Regions from separate parts of the Macaca fascicularis genome. Here region 2 is linked to region 1. The links are chromatin contacts, called in public Hi-C maps. All regions are on one chromosome and are shown on one strand. The core of a region is the stretch at or near the end of the contact, and the rest is flanking DNA. Distances in the headings are between cores, read along the strand shown. Region 1 holds the start of SELENON (selenoprotein N). Region 2 holds the start of MAN1C1 (mannosidase alpha class 1C member 1).

Region 1 (6,939 bases), core at 2,777-5,276:
GTGAAACCCCGTCTCTACTAAAAATACAAAAAACTAGCCGGGCGTGGTGGCGGGTGCCTGTAGTCCCAGCTACTCGGAGGCTGAGGTGGCAGAATGGTGTGAACCCGGGAGGCGGAGCTTGCAGTGAGCCGAGATCGTGCCACTGCACTCCAGCCTGGGCGACACAGCGAGACTCCATCTCAAAAAAAAAAAAAAAAAAAGAAACCCCATCTCTACTAAAAATACCAAAATTAGCTGGGCATGGTGGTGCACACTGTCATCCCAGCTTACTCTGGGGGCTGAGACAGGAGAATCGCTTGAACCCAGGAGGCAGAGGTTGCAGTGAGAGTGAGCCGAGCACTCCAGCCTGGGAGACAGAATAAGACTCCGTCTCAGAAAAAAAACAAAAAACAAAAACAACACAATAATAATAATGATTCCCCCACCACCTAGCTGTATGATCTGGGGAAGGGACTTCACCTCTCTGAGCCTTTACTTTCTCATTTGTCAAATGGAGTTGGTAATAATGTTATTAATTATAATAATAATACTCAGCATTTTACAGCCCTTTGGCTTTTTAATGAAAACTTTTATTTCCTGACTTAAGAGTAACATTTGCCCATTATAGGCAATTTGTAAAAATTTTAAGGGATAAGGCAGAAAATTAAACACACTCATAACTCTACCAAATAGAACTAGTTGGCTCCATTTCCTGCTTGGATTTGATTTCCCCCCTTTGATTTCTCAAAACTTGGTCCGTTTTTGCATTCACAGCCTAGAGGTAATGGGGGGAATTCTTTCACCCTGCTGGAGAAAAAGATTTCTGTGCAAAAAATTAAAAGTGCGCCTCAAGCCCAGCAAGCTTTGCTAACATGTCATTATGAGAGAACTCTCACTCTGGCCACATAAAAGGACAAAGAGGTGGCTGTGCAAATGCTCAGAAGTGTATGCAAAATAAGAGGTACAGGCAAGGCCACAAGGAGACGACCTGCTTATCTGCCCATCTGCTTTCATGACAGAACTGCCTGCCACCGAGACATCGATACACATCCACTCCAGCTCATTCGCATTTTCCATCCAACCTTTCTCCTCTAGCAGCGATCACAGGTCACCGGGCCAGCACGGAGCCAACCTACCCAATACACCCCTGAAAAACAGCAGGCCCGTGACAGTGCTTTGGAGCTTATGCACCCGAAACAGCTAGCATGTCTCTTTTGCCTTTCCCATCGATGACTGATTTACACCAGGCAATCTGGGTAACAAGTAGGTGCCGAAGATCCTAAGTTCAAGAAATGTCACAAGAAGTTGGAAGAAAATGGACACAGAGGTTGAGGTGATGGTGGGGGCAGCGAGAAAAGCATTTTATAATTCATTAGAATGTTTCAGCCCCTCATCTTTTTTTTTTTTTTGAGACGTAGTCTCGCTCTGTCACCCAGGCTGGAGTGCAGTGGCGCGATCTTGGCTCACTGCAAGCTCCGCCTCCTGGGTTCATGCCATTCTCCTGCCTCAGCCTTCAGCCCCTCATCTTTAACCAAATAAATAAATAAATAATCACTGACTGCACTAGGCAAAAATGATAGCAAGAATGGAATAGGAGACCGGACACAGTGGCTCATGCCTATAATCCCAGCACTTTGGGAGGCTGAGACAGGCAGATCACTTGAGGTCAGGAGTTCGAGACTAGCCTGGCTAACATGGCAAAACCCCATCTCTACTGAAAATACAAAATTAGCCCGGTGTGGTGGTAGGCGCCTGTAATCCCAGCTCCTGGGGCGGCTGAGGCAGGAGAATTGCTTGAACCAGGGAGGCAGAGGTTGCAGTGAGCTGAGATCGCGCCACTGCACTCCAGCCTGGGAGACACAGCAAGACTCCAGCTCAACAACAACAACAAAAAGAATGGAATAGGAATCTGAAAACACCTAAGCAGAGTTTCAGATTTAGTAATAATAGTTACAGCTCCTGGCTGGGCGCGGTGGTTCACACCTGTAATTCCAGCACTTTAGGAGGCCAAGGTAGAAGGATCGTTTGAGCCCAGGAGTTTGAGACCAGCCTAGGCAACGTAGTGAGACTATATCTCTACAAAAATAGAAAAATCAGCTGAGCATGACAGCACATGCCTGTGTCCGTTACTCAGGAGACTGAGGCAGGAGGATCAACTGAGCCAGGGAAGTTGAGGCTGCACTGAGCCGTGATTGCACCACTGCACTCCAGTCTGGGTGATAGAACAAGACCCTGTCTTAAAAAAAAAAAAAAAAAAAGTTGTAGCTGTCGTCTATTGGAAATCTGCATATTCATCACTGTGCATTTCTTTTCTCTACTCCTGAAACCTGTGAGCTGGTACAGGACCCTGGAGCCAGATGGCCCCAGTTCTAGCCCTGGCTCCCCACCTTTCTAGCTTGGGAAACTGGGGAGCCTGCCTGTGTCTTAGTCTCTCAAACTATTAAACATGGGGATCATGACAGTGTCCATCTCCCAGGGCTACGGTGAGGTGTAAAGAGAGAACCCACATGAACCACTTAAATGCCTGGCACGGAGGAGGTGGCCAAGGAATGTTTTTTTTGTTTTTTTGGTTTTGCTTTGTTTGTTTTGAGACAGGGTCTCACTCTGTCACCCAAGCTGGAGTGTAGTGGTGTGATGTCAACTCACTGCAACCTCTGCCTCATGGCCTCAAGTGATCCTCCCACCTCAGCCTCCCAAGTAGCTGGGACTACAGGCATGCGCCACCACACCCGGCTAATTTCTGTATTTTTGTAGGGATGGGGTTTTGCCATGTTGGCCAGGCTGGTCTTGAACTCCTGGGCTCAAGCAATCCTTCTGTCTCCCAAAGTGTTGGGATTATAGGTGTAAGCCACCTCGCAGACCAAAGAATGTTAACTGGTATTATTGTTCACAAGTCTGAGAAAAACAGGCTCAGGGGTTGAGGGGCAGCTAGTCCAAGCCTCCACCTACAAAGTGTCAGAGCTGTGAGGAGTCCAGGGCCTCTGAGACCCCAGGGGCTTCCCTCCACTCCAGACAGCCCCTCCTGCTCAGTGAAGACACCGTGGCCAAGGCGCCCTCCTCCCCAGCCGCCAGCCTCTCCTGGTACCTGTTAGCTTCTCAGCAATGGGTTTGAACTCCTCAGGGCTGATGTACATATCCCCGTCAGTGTCCAAGGAGGAAAAGAGAAAAAGGCCATCTGTCCCCAGGGTCTTCAGCGCTGATTCCTGCTTGGGAGGAGAGACTGGGTTGGGCACCAGTTGGTGGCCTCGTCTCCTGGTCCCCAACAAGCAGTTGCTTCCGGATGGTGGGAGCCCCTCCTCCCACCATCTTCCTGAGTCCTCCCAGGGCCTCCCGGTCCATCTGTGCAAATGTCGCCTCTGAACTGCCCCCAGAGCCTCCAGTCCCTCCTGGTCCCTGCTTATCCACTGTTTGGTCCGACTGCCCCTCCCAATTTGTCCCCAGCCCGCCTTAGGCCTGGTCCTGGCTGCTTGGCCCTGTTCCTCCTGCACCTTCTGTCCTCTCCTGTGTCCCCTCCTCACTGTCCCAGGGCTCCCCAGTGCCCCTTGCAGACTCTGTGGGTCCCAGCTTCACTGTGTCCAGGTCACCCCTCTGGACAGACCCCTCCAGTCTGTCCCAGCTCTACAGTGATCTCCGTTCGCCTCCTCCCCATCAGTCCGGCCCCAGGCTCCCCCACCCGCCTCCCGTGTCCCCTCCTTCTCGTGCTCCCCCCATCCGGTCCCCCTCCGCCCCCCGCCTCCCCCGACTCGTCCCTGCCCATGTTCCCCCTGCTGCCGAGGCTCGGCCCTTCAGTCCCCGCTCCCGCGCCCCCGCCCCGGCCTGCTCGGGCCCGGACCTGCCGCGCGGCCGCCTGGGCCTCGGCGTGGCGGGCGCAGACTCGGACGGCGGCGGCGGCGGCGGCGGCCAGCAGGGCTCCGAGCAGCGCCAGGGAGCGGGCGCGGCGGCGCGGTGGCGCGGGAGGCTGCGCGGCGGGGCCGGGGCTCGGCGACCCGGGTTGGCCCGGCCGGGCCCGGCCCATGGCTGCGGCTGGCGGCAGCTGCGGGCGGCCCCCGACGCGAAGGAGCGGGGCGGGGCCGGGGGCGGGGCGGCCGGGGCGGGGCGGGGCGGTGGCAGGGACCGTGCGGGGGTCGCTGGGTCCCGGCTTCGCGGCACGGTCCGCACCCAGGGCGGGGTTGGCTACACCGGAGCGCCCAGAGGGGCTGAGCGCGTCTATGCGGTAGGGTCTGTAGTCGCGACCACCCCAGCCTCCCCAGGCCGCTTCCTGCCTCTCCGCGCCCCTTCCTATGCTTCCGTTCCCAAAGCTAAGCCAGGCCTCTGCGGCCCACTTGCCTGGCCCAACCCGGAGAGCGATTGCAGGCAGGGGACTGGGACAAAGAAGGGACTGGGGCCAGAGGCTGGGGAGAAGTCACACACCCTGTGCTCTCCTGGAGAAGGGGCGTCGAGGGCCACTGAGGCCTCGTGTCCACCTCTGCTGGCAGCCGTGTACGAGGCCAGAGACTGCTGAGGGGCATCCGTCCATCCTTACCTACAAGTTTTCTAAAAGTTCCTCTGTCATCTACAGCAAGACAAATTAAAAAGCAAGCCCAGCCCGTGTTCCCCTCATGTGCAGTTGGGGGGCCACCTCCGCAGATGCATGGGTTATGGGGATTGGCCTTGTTCCAGGCATAGCAGGTGCTGCTCTGAACTTGCACTTCTCTGGGCCCAAATTTCCTCATCTCCAGCAAGGAGGTAAAAGAGCTCCCCGACCCCCACCCTCCGAGCTCTGGCCTGGTGAGGGGAAGGCGAGGCTGTAGCCCCTCAGCAGCTGGAGCTACCAGAGGCCCTGGCTTTTCTGGAGAACAGCACGTGGCATGCTTGGAGGAGAGCCTTGGAAATAGAGGTGGGTGGAGTTGAGGACATATTTTAATGCCTGTCAATCCCCAGGAGCCTTGGTTCCTTGGGGCTCTCTTCCATTCTTTCAAAGCCCCCAGTTGCCCCGGGTGGCTCTACCTGCATTTTCTCAGACAAGGGTGGCAGCTACAGAAGCCTCTAGGCAAGAACTCTAAGCCCAGAGGTGAGCAGTGCCTGCCCTTGCGGAGCCCCACCAGCCCTCCAGCGCAGGGGCACTTGTTAGGCCTGAGGGATCCAAAGGATGCTGAGCTCCGCCCATGTGCTGGACTTGGGGCGGGGTGATTTACACTCTCACTCTGTTCTCAAGCCACCTTGTGAGGCAGAGGCTGCTTGCCTGGTTTTCAAATGAAGAAGCCTGAGCTCTGGCACCCAGGTCTACCTGGGTCCAAATCTGCCATCCTGCCTCCCGGGCTTCCCAGGGGATGGCCCAGTCAACTGAGTTGGGGGTGGGGTCCTGCCTCCACTGCCCATTCTGTTCTTTGGTAGCCAGCCATGGCAGCGCCAGGTGAGGCCTTCCCAGTGCCCATGCAGGGCGTGGCACATGGTGGGCACTCCTCAGTGTCTGTCAGATGAATGACTCCCAGGGACCTTCCAGAGTTGTGGGCCCGACCCAACCCTTGCCCTGTGCTCTGGCCCCAGTATCCTTAGAGGGGCCCACTAAGGGCCTGACATCTGGCGTTGGCTTCTGAAGGCTTCCAACTGTGCCACTTTCAACTCATTATTGCTACTGTTTGGGGACACCCTGCATATGACAGATGCTACTAGAAAACCAAATTCCATTCTATGGGAAGCAAAACTAGCCGAGCACAAAGCAGGTTAGGAGGGGAAGATTGATGAGCTAAAGCTTCTGGAAAATCAACAAAGGAAGTTTTCTTTCCCAGATAACTTTTATTTATTATGCTTGCTTTTTCTTAAAGATACAGATACCCTACTGGTCTCTGCTGCCCAGCGCTGAAGAAATGGGCTGCTGGGGCTTGTGGGACTTGGGGGATGATTCTAGAAGCTCAGGAAGGCATATAGTGGGGTTGGGTTTATGACACTGAGGTCAGATCAGTGTGCCTCTGGGAAAAGGATCAATGTTGGGCCCAGCTCTGGGAGATGTCAGCTCTGGGAGATGTCAGCTCTGGGAGATGTCAGCTCTGGGAGATGTCAGCTCTGGGACTGGCAGTGGAGCAGCGCTGATTTCCCACTGGAGGGTGCCCTTCCCAGAAGGGCTTGTCCCAAACCAAGATCCCGGGCAGGGCAAGGCCTTGAGAGATAGGGCCTAGTGGGCGGTTCTGGCCGGGGCAGCCCTGCAGGATCTCTTTGGCACCTCGCTGTTGCCTCCCAGTGGGCAAGGGTGGCACGTGCAAACTGGCAGCCAATGGGAACCACAGCGAGGTGAGTGACGCACCGGCCACATCCACGAGGGTCTCGGAGGTTAGTGGGCACTCGTTCATTCATCCTTCCAACACGTGTATTGAAGGACTACTATGCCATGTCCTGGGGATTTGGCGTCCATCGGAAACAAAACAGTCTGCTCTTCCAGATGAGTCGATGGATACTGCAACCCTCCTCTCGAGGGGGGCTCTGAAAGGGGTGTGCACAGAGGAGGGTCCCCGGGACTATCAGGAGAGCCCAGAAGAGGCTTCCCAGAGCAGAGGTCTGGCCAGACCTTGACTTCAGGAGATCACCAGGCATAGCACCCAGGAAGATCATTCCAGAGGGTGAGAACAGCAGAGGCGAAGGCCCAGGGGTGTGAAACCCGATGGAGTATCCATAGCGTCTCGAGAACATAGTCCAGTGGATTTGAGCAGAGGGACCCGGAGGGGAATGTGAAGAGGAAGGAGGAGGCAGGAAGATTGGGCTGGAGCTCTGGTCCGCTTGTGGAAAAGCCTGGACTTTACCACTGAGACAGTGTGGAGGCATCAGAAGAGAGGGACATTCGGCCACTGCAGCACCCTTCAGACTCCCTACTGCGTCCCAGCTTCCGCCTGGGGGCAGAGGACCACAGATTTCCACACCCACCTCCTGCGCACAGGGTGTCGGTGTAAGCACTCCAGGCCACTCCATCCACCCACCAGAAGAGGAGGG
Region 2 (6,939 bases), core at 1,942-4,441, 190 kb after region 1:
AGTATCTCTTCTGAGGAGGACGGTAGTTAATTCTTAACCCTTTGGGCAGTTTGAAAATCCGATAGCACCTCTGGATGCCCCATGAAAAACAGCATGCATGCAATTTATATGTAATTTCCCGGGGGTCACTGCCCTCCTAGGAGGCCGAGAGGGGCAAAAAGAGCCACTGTGCTCAGAAGCAGCTTTGAGAAAGAGCTATGGGTGGTGCTTTTGAGTATTCAACAGCTTAGTTCCTTAACAAGAAAGGGAGAAATTAATGCCCCTTACTTAGCTACTGCAAGTTCCAGCTTTCAATCAACCTGAGATTTCAACAGGAATCTGGAAACTGAGAGCACACAAACATGCACACACACACACATACACACCAAGCACTCACTCAGCTTCCTTGTGGCTTCCTATTGTAACTTCACAAAATATCCTGTGATTGCTAGTTAAGTCTCCAAACAAAGTAACAGCAGAGATAAAAAGTGGAAGAGAGGTGGGTGCTGGAAGGGAGAATAGTTCAGACAAGGAGAAGGGGATAATCTGGCTAAGCTCTCCATCGGCTCTGAGCAGGTCTTGACAGAGCAGGTCCTGATCCTTGCTGCCTGCTCTTCCTGGAAATCAGGGCCGACCTGCTGACTTCTTTGCAGCAAATCAAAAGTCCAGGCAAAAGCAGCCCTTTCTTTCCTTTGAGTCCATGGGGAGGGGAGAGCATCTAGGGAGGAGAGCATCTACGGAGGAGACCCTGGCCCACAGCTTGCCCACGGCCCCCTCGTGGCCTGGGGGTGTCACTGCAGCCCCCTCTGCATTGCTGGGCACCATCCGCACGCAGGCAGTTCTAACAGTGGTCCAGCAGAATATTTAGTCAGCAGTAGCAAACTGGCAACTGTCTTCAAGCCTTGTGAGGCTTGTGTTTGCTTCTGATTTCTTAAACTAAGATTCAGACTTAAAGTGATCCTTCTAAATCCCTCCTCGTACAATCCCTACAGGGAACCAGCTCAAGACCTGCTTCATTAAGCCAATAACCTCGGAGCTTCCGTAACATGACCACTGCTTTATCATCTCTTCCTGCATCACATGCAATTATGTACAATCGTGTACAATTGTTCCAAAGCTCAATAGAAACAGAATGCACAATATCCTCTGGTTTGTAGGTTGCTTACTAGATTACAAAATATTTGCAGGACACCAAATATCCCCTTAAATCCTGGGTTTTCAGGTAAGCAGGTCCTACAGGGGTTTTGGACTTAAGATTACACAGTGAAAAAGAATGGAACCAGTGACTCTGTGTCCATAAATGCAAACAGCGGGTGCACTAAGAAACCTGAACTCCTCTCTCATTAGCAACTCCGCAAAGGGAAGGAGTGGGGCTCACTGGGGCTGGAGGTTGGACAGGACAGACCAGAGTCTGGGAGTGAGGGGGCAGTTGGTCTAGGGGTTCAGTTGCCATCTGTCACGGTGGGGACGATTCACTGACCCGAGTGGTGGGAAACTGTGTAGGGAGGAGAGAAGGTGGGACACTTGGGAGGAAAGGGGAAGGTGCAAAGTGTAGTCTGCAGGGCCATAAGTAGACCCGGGACCAGGAGTGACTGAGGCAAGGGAAAGGGGTGGGAGCACCGGGACCAGGAGTGACTGAGGCAAGGGAAAGAGGATCTTCTCCTTAGTGGGGGCAATTGGTGGGAAGAATTGTGGGGGCTGAGTTCATACCTCCTTGACTTTCTCCCGCTGGGCTCGCACTCGGCTCTGGGGCTCCTGACTCTCATCCGCCCTCATTCCCAGGACCGGGTGGCGGAGGCGGCTCCGGAATGCGTTGAAGTCAAAGTGGAAAGAGACGCCCTCGTCCCCGGGCCTGGAGGCCGGGATGCTATTGCCCCGGGCCGCCGTGGCCTCCTCGCGGGGCCCGGTGGGGCGGGTGCGCCGCAGCCCCCCTTTCCTGCGGCGGGGACTGGCCCGGCTGCTGGGGTCATCCTCGCCCGGGGCCGGCGCGGCAGGGGCCGGGTTGGGAGGCGGCTCCTGCTCGCGGGCTGGGGCATGGCCGGCGATTTCGGCCACCACCTCCAGGCCAGGCTGCTGGGTCCGGGGGGCCAGGAAGAGGCGCTTGAGGCGAGAGGAGTGGGGCAGCAGGAAGAGGGCCCCGAAGCACAGGGTGACGAGGCCCGAGAGGAAGAGGAGGAAGAGGAACTTCTGCGGCAGCCGCAGCCCCCACGGGGAGGCCGGGACGAAGCCGGGCACTTTCCTCATGAGCATCTTGGCCGGGCCGGGGGCTCCAGAGGCCCTCGGAGTCCAGGCACGTGTCTGCGGGGCCGCGGTGAGGAGAGGGCGTCCGGAGCGCCGCCCGGGATGGGGATCCCTGGGCAGGGCTGCCAACCCTGAGAGTTTCGCCGCTTCGGGGGACTGTCCCCGAAGTTCAGGGAGTTTGGAGTGAGTCCTCCCGCGAGGAGGCGGGGGCGCAGCGGCCTCGGCGGGGCCCGGGCGAGCGGAGCGGCACGGCTCGGGGCCCGGGCCCGCAGCGACCGGCCGCGCGCCGCAGCCTCCCCTCCGGCCGAGCCCTCCCCGCCGCGCCGGGGCCCGCGCCTTCCCGCGCTGCGGCCTCCGGGGCCGTCACATGCCGTCCGCGGCGTCCCGGCTGTCCGCGCCGAGGGGCGCCCGCAGGCCCGCACCGAGCCGCCCTCCGCCCCCCGGGCTCCCGCCTGCGCTGGTCGGCGCCCAAAGTTTCAGCTTCAGAAGCAGTTTCCGGAGGGGACCGAGGTGATGGGGGGCTGGCGTGTCAGCGCCGCCCCGAGCGCGCGCACACCCAGCCCGGTCGCGACAGCGCCCGGTTCGACTATCGGGACACGTCCACAACTTTCTCCGCCGCCGAGCGGGCGCCGGGAGCGGCCAGGGAGCAGGAGAAGGCACTTCCGAGCCTGCGGGGGTAGGGGGCTTCCCCGGACCCCCGAGAGCGCAGGGATGCCCGAGTCCGGAGCCGCGGCTGAGCGGCTGCAGCTGCGCCCGGGAGCGCGGGCTCCCGCCCCTCCAACTCGGTAGGGCGCGGGGCTCCCGCTGGGATCACCTGTTCCCGGCCCCGCCGGCTCCGCGGAGCGCGCAGCCCCGGCCGCGCCTCCCCCGCTGCAGCTGTCGTCCTCGCAGCGACCGCTCCAGACGGGCCGCCGCCGCCGAGCCTGCGCCCCACACGCGCGCACAGCCGCCGGGCAGCCTCCGCCGCCGTCCCCGCCGCCGCCGCCGCCGCTCCGGCTTTCACTGCGACAGCGCTCGCCGCCCCGCCTCCTGCCGCTCGCCAGCCACGCCCGCCGGCCACGCCCACGCGCGCGCCCCGCGCCCCCTCCCGCCGCCGCCGCGCCGCAGAGGGGCTGAGGGCTGCGCGTCCGGGGGCGGGGCAGAGGCAGAGCGCGGGCGGGAGCGCAGCCCGGCTCCAAGCCCCGCCCTCCCCGAAAGGCCGGCGTCGCGCGCACCCCCGATCCCGCCGGCGCCAATGGTCCAGCGGCGGGGGGCTGGCGAGGGCGGGGGCGGAGAGCTCAGCGAGGGCATTGGCTGCATCCGAGGGATCCCCGTTGGGCCACAGTCGCCTATTGGTTACTGCCCAGTCTTCGCTGGACCCCGAGCGACCGAGACCACCCCTCAACCCGCCCGCGAGGCTCGGGTTGGTGGCCCCCGGAAGCGGGCCGGAGACAGTGCTGCTCTGGAGGGCTGTGCCCGTCGCTGGGTGACCTCTCTCGCCCCCCAGTGTCAGTCCGGGGTTGTCAGGGAGCTGGCAGCCCGCGCCCTGGCGGCTGCCCCGGGCTTCTCAGCGCTAACGCCGAGCCGCGGCGATGCTGTTCGTGGCTGGAGCCAAGCCAGAGAGCTGTGACCGCGGCGGGGTCGGCGGAGGCGGTGTTTCCACTAACCCCCCGCAGACCACTGCGTGCCTTCCTTTTCCTACAACCCTAAACGGGGCCAGGGCCCCTGGGTGGAGCAGGGAGGGAGCCTGACCGCAGCCTTGAGAAGCAGCGAAAGGAAGAGCGCCCCGAGCGTGTCTACAGTAGACCACACACATCATGTGACGGACGTGTACCTTGATGCCTACGTGTGTTTATATGCACATGTGTGCGTCTGGGCATAGATCCATATGCACACAGAGACTGGCATGTGGGTGTGTACATGCACTCAAACATACACTTAATTTGGGTATGGACACCCAAGTGATTATACCACAGTATGCATAGACATATATGCAAATTAGCACAAACATGGACATGTGCACCCGCATACCCACATTCAGGCAACAGATACCTCCAAAAACAGCCGGGCATCAACTCCCAGACACGCGTGTCCTCAACCGCAAGGCCGTCACACCTTCCTCCTTGGACTTAGTCTCTGCATCTTCCCTTCCTGTTAAACCTAACCCAGGGTGAAGCAACATTGTGCTGTGTGGGTCTTTCATGCAAAACACTTTATAGAGACAACAGCAGAGGGAGAGACAAATTAAGAGGTTTGTAATAGGCAAGAGGGAAAATATCTACTTTCAACTGCCATTTAAAATGAAATGCAGCGTTGACGAGACAGAAAATACTGCAGGGAAGCCTTTCCCAACAGAAGAAGGGGGCCAGGCAGGCTCTCTCCTCGTAAATCTTGCTTCTTCCCTGAGGTCTGATGCGGATGGGCGGCTGGGACTCAGTCATCCTTCTACCTCTGGCCAGACAACTGACAGCAGACCCACCCTCGATGTTTAAATATCCCTGGCATGCAACTTTCTCTCAACTGAAAATGAAAGTGGGGTAACAGGTGCAAACATTTTGGTCACTGGAGATGACTAATCCTTCCCAATCCCACAAATACACGCAGCTTAAATATAAAATTCTAATTCAGATATTTCAATCTCTGGTGAGTTTGGTTGGCAGGTTGATGTGGAACCAGCTGTGCATGTCAGAGATAAGCATGTGACCCTTTTGGGTGCAGGAGCCCAGAGACCTGGCCTGGCCTCACCCATGTCGCCAACACCCAAGCATCGTCTCACTGGGTCTCAGTGCAGGAAAGGGCAGCCATGTGTTTGGAGAACCAGGCAGGGAGCCAGCATTCATTAGAGTCGTCATCTGCATTGTTCCTCATTGAGAGTGTAGGGGAATCACTGTTCAGTCCCCTGTGAAGGTAGGATCCAGGAAGGGAGAAGAGCAGAGCTGAATCTCAGAAGGAAATGTCTGTTTGAACTAGATGCTCACTGTGATATGACACTGACCAAACTCTGCTATGCTCCGTGAGCCAGGGTAGAAAGTGGGACTGCAGCAAGACTGACGTGCCTTTCAAACTCAGGCTACGAAAACTAGAGGCCCCAGCAGGTAACTCCATTTCAAAGTGATGTGATGTTGGTGATCACACCAAGTTGTTGATACCATCACTTGCTAGGGAGATACCAGTCTCTCTCTAAAAAGCTTTCTGAAACCCTGGGTGTCCCCTTGCCCCACACCTCTAGCCCCCAGAGACCTCATACATCCCGTGGCTCTTCTCCCACTGACTTGTGACTATTGGCGTGCTTTCCCAAAGCAGGTGCTCCGTTCTTCACCATGGCTTGCTTACTTCTCTAACTCTCTAACTTATCTAACTGCCCAGGTCTTAATCACAATGCCTTCCACATGGGCACTGCGTTTGCTCAGTAAATGAATGAAGAAATGAGTGAGTAGATGCCCATTTCACAGATGTGGAAACTGAGGCTCAGGGAATGGAACAACAGTGAACTAACATTTTCTATGTGCCAAATACATATTGTCTCATTTACTTTCCAGAATAATCTTTGTGGTAGATAATTATTAACAGCCCCATTTTACAGATAAGAATACCAAGGAGACTTGGGATGAGTTATAAGTATCTATATTAGAGTTCTCCAGAACAACAGAACCAATAGGCTATATATAGATATATAAAAAGAGATTTATTATGAGAGATTGACTTCTGTGATTATGGAAGGCTGAGAAGTTCCACAGTCTGCCGTCTGCAATCTGGAGGTCTAAAAAACTGGTGGTGTAGTTCCAGTCCAAGCTAGGAGGCCTGATAGTGTAAATACCAGTCTGAGTCTGAAGACCCGAGAACCAGGAGAGCTGACGTCCAAGAACAGGAGAAGATGGATGTTCCAGCTCAAGCACAGAGCATGAATTTGCCATTCCTCTTCCTTTTTGTTCTGTTTGGGCCATCGGTGGATTGGATACTGACCATCCACATTGGTAAGGGCAGATCTTCTTTACTCAATTTACTGATTAAATTACTAATCTCTTCCAGAAATTCCCTTACAGACACACCCAGAAGTGATGTTTTATCAGCTATGTAAGCATCCCTTAGCCCAGTCAAATTGACACACAAAATTAACCTTCACAGTATCTTTCTCAGTTTAATTCAGAAATTCAAACGGAACTGAGAACAGAAACAGCCATTTCTAAAAATCTATTTATTCTGTCAACAAATCTTTATTCAAATTAGATGCAAGATATTGCACTAGTTTTGGACACAAAGGTGAGCAAAGCATGGTCCCTTGTTACTATCGATTAATTCATTCAGTAAAAAACTACTTATTGAACACCTGCTATGTGCCAGGTACAGAGAGGCAGGGGATACAGCCCTGTCACAGACGTGAAGCCTGCCTTCATGGAACTTCTTGTCTAAAAGGCAACAAACACAGACCAATCTGGCCCATCAGGAAGGGAACCCCCAGGCACCAGTGTTAGTGCTTCACTCACATCCTGTCTTACCCTCACAACAGCCCTCTCTGAGGTAGGTCTCAAGAACCCAGTTTAGCAGATGGGGAAATTGAGACTCAGGGTGTGACGTGACTTGTCCAAAGCCACATAGGGCAAATATGAGGGGAAATCAGGCCCATCTAATCACAGAATCTATGTGCTTTTTGTTAATGATATTAGCAACTACTAAGATTGATGGAGCACTTACTATGTGATTGAGCCCTTTTAAAAACATGTTAAAGACTAAACTGGCCAG

What was found. A called contact is a pair of places that touch in the nucleus more often than the background predicts.
Region 2: a Hi-C map of liver shows a contact between it and region 1, with 3 times the contacts expected there. The contact joins the promoter of MAN1C1 here to the promoter of SELENON in region 1. A contact is called at or near these places in 2 of 2 Hi-C or Micro-C datasets (liver and skeletal muscle).

What each region holds. Positions count from the first base shown.
Region 1 is chr1:209,347,236-209,354,174 of T2T-MFA8v1.1, forward strand. SELENON (selenoprotein N) reads right to left here and starts at 4,027. Exons shown (of 11, transcript XM_074016310.1): 1 at 3,812-4,027; 2 at 3,065-3,182. The coding sequence starts at 3,994. MAN1C1 (mannosidase alpha class 1C member 1) reads right to left here. Exons shown (of 13, transcript XM_065527407.2): 13 at 6,328-6,435.
Region 2 is chr1:209,542,008-209,548,946 of T2T-MFA8v1.1, forward strand. MAN1C1 (mannosidase alpha class 1C member 1) reads right to left here and starts at 3,192. Exons shown (of 13, transcript XM_065527407.2): 1 at 1,690-3,192. The coding sequence starts at 2,229.